2 separate regions of the Rattus norvegicus genome follow, and region 1 is linked to region 2. Evidence: chromatin contacts called from public Hi-C data. All regions are on one chromosome and are shown on one strand. Each heading gives the region's core, a stretch centred on a gene start, on an enhancer-like site or on the middle of the called end of the contact. The rest is flanking DNA. Distances are from core to core; before and after follow the strand shown.

What was found. A called contact is a pair of places that touch in the nucleus more often than the background predicts.
Region 1: a Hi-C map of the A7r5 cell line shows a contact between it and region 2, with 7 times the contacts expected there. The contact joins the enhancer-like site here to the promoter of Hivep1 in region 2. A contact is called at or near these places in 4 of 12 Hi-C or Micro-C datasets (the A7r5 cell line, the Rat2 cell line, Schwann cells and 1 more).

The regions. Positions count from the first base shown.
Region 1 is chr17:23,331,440-23,334,637 of GRCr8, reverse strand. No RefSeq gene overlaps it. Among named protein-coding and RNA genes, the nearest start is that of Tmem170b, 42 kb to the left of the region's middle. Within about 2 kb of position 1,682, at least 29 of the 93 cell types and tissues checked have an H3K27ac peak or open chromatin away from gene starts, as enhancers often do.
Region 2 is chr17:22,915,435-22,918,539 of GRCr8, reverse strand. It overlaps Hivep1 (HIVEP zinc finger 1), which reads left to right and starts at 1,344. Exons shown (of 9, transcript NM_001105751.2): 1 at 1,344-1,395. LOC108348545 (a long non-coding RNA gene) reads right to left here and starts at 580. Exons shown (of 2, transcript XR_005495726.2): 1 at 1-580.

The DNA.
Region 1 (3,198 bases), core at 433-2,932, 420 kb before region 2:
GGTCTGCCACCCAGTGCTTCAACATGGCCATGTTCAGCTTCTGGGACTCTCAGTTTAAACATCAGTAAACCAGGAAGAACTCCCATTAGCCATTTGTCTTCAGGACAGGTAGGCAGTAATTCTAGGGAGTGATAATTAGGCGAAGCAAGGACCAGATTCTGGTTCTGGAGTAAGTGTGGTGCAGTTTTGAGAAATTTCTTTCACATTTAAACTGTCCCCTTGACCAGGGTGCTACTTCTGCCACAGAGCCTGCTGGGGGATTTTTCTTCTTTTTTTAGAAACAGTTATGGAGAGGAGCCTTACAAAGCAGAATGGGTGAAGTTGCTCAGCCAGCAAATTCCTTGCATTCCCTAGACCAAATATGTCCAAGCTGAGGAAGCCACAGCAGTGACTTCAGTGAGGTCCCCTGAAGGACAAGCATGCCGTGCCTGTCCGCCGTACCAGGTCAGCAGCCACCTCAGATCCTGTGGCTAATGGCTTTGTTGATGGTTGTACAGAAATAACTATAGCTGGGACCCCCGAAGGGTAAGTGCTTTTATGTACAGAGCTTCCGACTTGAAAGGCACACAGCGCATTACACAGTGTGCTCTGGGCTCTGTAGGGACTGCAGATAAACACGGGAGTTGCTTCCAGCTGTGGTCAGGACACCTCGAGAAGAGGACCTGAGAGTTCTCATAAGCCTGCCGTTCCTTCCTTGTCCCTTTATGTTGACACTGGTGCCATGGGGTGACTCTAAACAGTGATACAAAAAAGTATTAGGACACCTTACAGAAATGGGTGGGATTTTTCCTGAAGGAGAAACCTGGTTCTCTTTCTGGTCTGACCTCCATGTATGTGAGACTCCATTTTAACTCTAATGTGTCTGTTGGTCTACTTCTCCAGTGTAGATGAACTTCCCTTCTCTTCTCAGAGTTCGAGCTGAAGCTGTTCATGTAACACCATCTGAACAGGTGTGTTCTCTTACTTCCCTAGGCTGGGACGGATCTGTCACTGTGAACCCAACACCAACCTAAACTCAAGCTGTAGCCCCAACTGTATGCTCAACACTAGCACTGTGAAGCTTTAGTCTCTGCTTAGTTCAAGGTTGTGTAACCTGAGCTACTTCGTTTTTCAAGGTCAATGAGAAGGCAGGAGAAATTCAAATCTAAATCATTAAGTTCCCCCACCTCACCCCTGTGTATACGTGTGCCTAGAGAAAATATAAAAGTTGCTATTATGGGCAGAGTAGTAATTACATTGTTTCCCAAAATTTCCTTCAACCCTCTTTAACACACTTTATTTTATTTTCCCCGTCTGATCTTACTTGGAAAGTACTTTTGTTGTTCGTTTAGGGGACATGTTGCTCCTGTTTGGGTTGCAATGCAGGGCTTGGTGCACACTGGGAAAGCATTCTTCCACGGGGAAAAACCTCAATGTGTGTTTTGCTTCTGCTTTTCTGTCCAGAATACATTTACTTACTTGTTAAACAAAGGTCTTTCATGGGACTCGGGCAGCTGATTAAACAAAGTCTGTTCTGAGAGCCGCCCTACAGTGACTACAGCAGTCCTTGTCTGGACTCTGGTAAGCCTTGGAGGCCTGTGGGTTCTTTGGACACGGATTATTTCCTAGGTAGCCTGAGCCCAGCTCCTCTACACACCATAAACCTTCCTCCTAACGCTTTAGCGGAAAGGCCTGCCTGAGGTTCAGGTGGAATTGTTTGTTTGTGTTGGGAGTGAGGCAGTTACCCAGTTCCTTTATCATAATGGTTATATATCAGTGTCCAAGGACTGGTAAAGTATCCCTACATTGTTTTAATCAAGGCCTAAACTAACCAGACTGTTTTCCTTCCTAAATAAAGCTCGTGTGGATTCCAGGCTCTTGATTCTTCACTGATATAATCCGGAGCGCCAGTTAGCTGTTTCAGAAAAGGAAAATCCCTAAGTCAGAACCAGTCTTCCTGGTTATTTTGAGTTCCGCGCAGATGAAAGAACTAGAGGGTCCTTGGACTGTCCTAGTAGTGGGATGCTGTGTTAGATGTCTGCGGGACAGGGCCTGAGGAATGTCAGTAGCTGCCCCATGGCTGTGGTGGAAAAACTGAGTAGCATGCTCATCAGCTTCTGTCAGGATCAGGCGACAGCGTATCAGTTGTGACAACGGGATTCATTTGCGGTGTCAGAGACTGTCATGAAGAAACCATTAAAAGGTTAGGCTGAAGTTTAGCTTACAATGGTGTCCCCAGATAAAGACATTATGTCACCTCTCCTGTTGTAGGGGGTGGGAGTAGAGATAATAGATTGGCAGACAACCCTGAGAGAATTTTTGCTTCGTGTTGAATGGCATTATTTTACATGGATCACTTTGTATGTTAAAATACCCCGGTTTCAAATGTGTGTATCTGACTTCAGTCACCATTTCGGTGACAACAGAAGTGGGCGGGGTCTTGTCACTTTGCAGTGTAGAAGAGAGTTAAGGCAAAGAGAAACAAACTTTCCAAAATGAACTATCCCTAAAACAAACCAAAAGAACTCTTGAGGGAAGCCCCAATGCGGAAGTGGGGCTTTTCTTATAATTGAAAATCTGAACAATGCAGAAGAAAATAAGTAAGAATTTGTTTATTCTTCAATATCCATTCAGTGCTTTAATTTCTGGAAGATAAGGAAATTTTTTTTAAAAAAGGAAAGCAATTTGAAAAAGTCACGTGGTGGGATTCCAATTTTATAATGCATACATACCTCAAAGAATTCTTTGGTTATCTTGGCTACGCCTAATCTGGGCTGGTCTCATTCTTTTGTTCAAAATTTGCCAAAAAATGCTAGCTTTTAACACAGTAAAGTTTGGCAAAATAAATGTACATTTCTAAAATTCTCCAATGTTTCCCTATTTTTTAACACACAAGTAAACATGGATGAGAACAAATGTAAATAGCATTTATTAAACATGTTCCAAAGGGCATCCAACGAGAGGCTTTTGCACACAATTATCTGCCCAAAATTGATAAGGCTGGCCTCTATATTCCTATCTTAGAGATTCATAACTTAAATATGTATATTTAAGTTGGTAGAAATTGCTTAAGACCCTTTCCGGTTTTGTTTAATTTCCATGAATAGTCAGAAAAGCATCAGACATCTCCCCAGCTCGCCCTCTGGCTTTCTGAAAGCATTGTGAGCATATTTTTAAGGTTCAACATGGTCTCCCCATCTCAAAAAGATACCAGCCCTC
Region 2 (3,105 bases), core at 95-2,594:
TTCTTCATGTCTATCTACCCTTGAAAACCTGCTTCGCTCCCCAGATCCAGCTCCCCTGATATTTCCAGAAGTTTCCAGTTCCCGTTCTCTAACGCTTTCTAGCAGCCGGGGTCAAACTCTGGTTTGTAATAAATTAGTCTGTCTTTCCATTTCACTCCCCCAGAGTTCCAGAAGCCTGCTGGGTGGCTCCGCCCCGCACCCCCTCCTCGGCTTCCAAAGTTCCCTCGCGGGTTAGTCCCCAGCTGACAGGCAGTCAAGGAGGGGTTAACAGCGCTCGCTGTTGCTTAGGCTCTGGGAAGCACCGGCTCTCTCCGGAATAACCTTGGCTTTCCTCGGTCTTTTAATAGAACATCCGCCACCAAAAGAGTGGTTTCAGTTCAGGGCTTAATAACATGTCCCCTCTGACCCTCCAAGTCAACACCCCAGCCCCCTTTCTCTCTCTCTTTTTTTCAAAGTTATTTTTCAAAGTTAATGAGTTTCAAGTTTCACTATGATTTCCCCTTCCCTCTACGCGGAGCTGAGGAAACCCCCTTGGGGTCCCCCCTCCCTCCCGGGTCCTCCTCCTCCCTACCAGGGCCAGGGCGAGGGGCGGGGCTGGGAGACACCATGACGTCACCGGGCCGGCCCACAGCCTGCTCTAGAAAGTCAAAAGACGGTAAAGAGAATCCGGCCCCGCCCGGCCCCGCCCCTCCTCTCGGGCCAACCGCCCCCGACTGCGGCCCGGCCGGGCTTCCCCGGGCCGCGGAGCCCCGCCTCCGCCACCGCCCCGCCCCGCCCCGCCCCTCGGGCCGCGCCTCCTCCTGCGTCCTGGGTCCCCGCGGCGGGGCCTGCGGCCGGCGGGCGGGCGGGCGGGCGGGCGGGCGGGGCGGCAGGGGGCCCCGGGCCGGCTTCACAGGAGCCCGCCCTCCCGCCGCAGCCCCCGCCCCGCCGCCCCCGGGGATCCCCTGCCGCCCCGCCCACGCGCGGGGAAGCCGCCGACCTTCGCCCTGGCCGCCCTCGCGCTGCCAGCGGTCCTCACGGACACCCGGGAGAGGTAAAGGCCGCTCTCCCGCCGGGTTCCACTCGGTCCCTCCCGCGCCTTGCTCGCGCCTCAGTGCCCGTCGGGAGGAGGCTCTGCTTGTGTCCCGGTTGTCAAGTGCAGCGCAGTTCCCGACGGGTGCGGGCCGGGCTTGGCGGTGGGGGCGCTGCACCCGGGAGAGCGCGGCGCGGGGGGCGGGGGCCGGGACCACCTCCCCCTGGCGGGCGGGCGGGCGGGCGCGCGGGTGTGCGTGTGAGTGTGTGCGCGTGTGCCGGCGCCGACCTTGCGGAGGGGATGCTGCGTGCGGGAGCCGCTTGCCACTTCGGCGGGTCCTGGCCGCGCAGGCGGCGGGAGCTGCGGTCCTGCGAGCCCAGCAGGTACGGAGGGCCGGCCTCCCGGTCGCCACGGCCGCTTCTCGCAGGAGGGCTCGGCGGGGCTGCGGGAGACCAGGCCGCGGCTTCCGCACCTCCCGGCTTTGTGGCTCGCTTTCCCTTTCGTTCTTTGCCGGGAGTGCCTGTTTTACTCCGGGCCACCTGGGTAGTTTCTCTCCGGGTAGGGCGCGCGCCCGCCGCTGGTGGGTCGGGGCCGGTGGGTAGGGGCGCGGGGCGGCTCGGGCTCGCTGCGGGTCGGGCTCCAGCAGGAGTTGCGGCTAGAGAGGGGAGGGGGCTGTGGCGAGGCTGGCGCGAGGAGGAGTCTCAAGGCTGCCGCTCTCGCCGACTCTGTCCTCCTCCTCCTCCTGCTCTCCGCATCCACTCCAGGCTCCTTCCGGAGCTGGCACTTCCATTCCCCCCTCCTTCTGGCATGCGAAGCGCTTTGTTCAGTGCAGCGTTGCAGAGGGGTTTTCCCAGGCTCCGCCCTCCACATTCATTCATGTTTTTTCTCCTTGTGACTGTCTTTACGCTTTTTGATCCTGTCCTGTTTTTGCACCTTGTAGTATGTATTTCTTTCTGGAGAAAGAATGGTTGATCACTGGTCCTAGTCGCTACGGTGCTGTCGTCTTTGAAAATAACCACTTCACCGCGGATTTAAACGTGGGCTGGACAGCTAGGGACAGGGGGGTGGAGGCTGCAAAACCGGGTCGCACAAAGCTGTTACAGGTTGGGAATTTGCATATTTTACATTTAAGCTGGGGGCTGATGGGGGGTCACGTGATCGGCTTACAATCAGAGTTCACGCTTTAAAAACTTCGTAATATTGTGACCGCTTAAAAGCTCTAGTTTTAATACGGAACGGAACAGAACACTTATAGCTTTATGTTTAAATTCTCTGTGCAGTCAAAACCTTTTTGAATGCGAGAGCTGATGGCTCTGTGGTAAAGCGAGCTGAGGAGCCCTATCTTTTGTAGGTCATTAGCTGGTGCTGCAAGAGACATCATCCATCGTTGACCATCCTGTTTCATAGTCTTCCTCTTTGGTTAGATTGTGAATAGTTTGTGCTATGCCGACTCTTAGCCTTGTTAGGAGTACAGCTGCAAGCAAGTTAATTGTAGTCGCCTTTTCCTTATGCGTTTTAGCTAAAGTGAAAACATACATCAAACACCTTATTCTGGGAAGCATTTTCTTTTCCTTGGAGGCGTTCTTCCCGGGAATTAATATTTCAGCATTTTCATGTTGCAGGCAAAGCTTCTACATTGTTTAGCTTAGTCCTTAGTCCTTAGCCCATCTGAGGTGGATACTGTTTCCTGATTTTACAGCTTGGGAAATCCGATCTTCTCTTCTGAGAGCTTAAGTACCTTGAACAAGGCCACACAGTATGGGGTAAAGCCTGGCCTTGAACCTGGTCAGGTTTGATTCCAAAGTATGTCTTCATGACTTGCTGTGTCATTCATCCCTTTGGGAGGGGATTGTCCTTGGTAGGTAAGTGTTATCTTCTCAGAGGAAATGGGCATGGAGTCATGTGGGGCCACATTCCATAGTTACTGATCTGAGGAAGGTTTCATAATCTCTTCCCAAAACTTTTTTTTTTCTCTTTGTAAAATGGATGAATTGGAGCTGTGGTCTTTTTTTTTTTTTTTTTTTTTTTTTTTTTTTTTTGGTCTTTTTTTTTTTTTCGGAGCTGGGGACCGAACCCAGGGCCTTGTGCTTCCT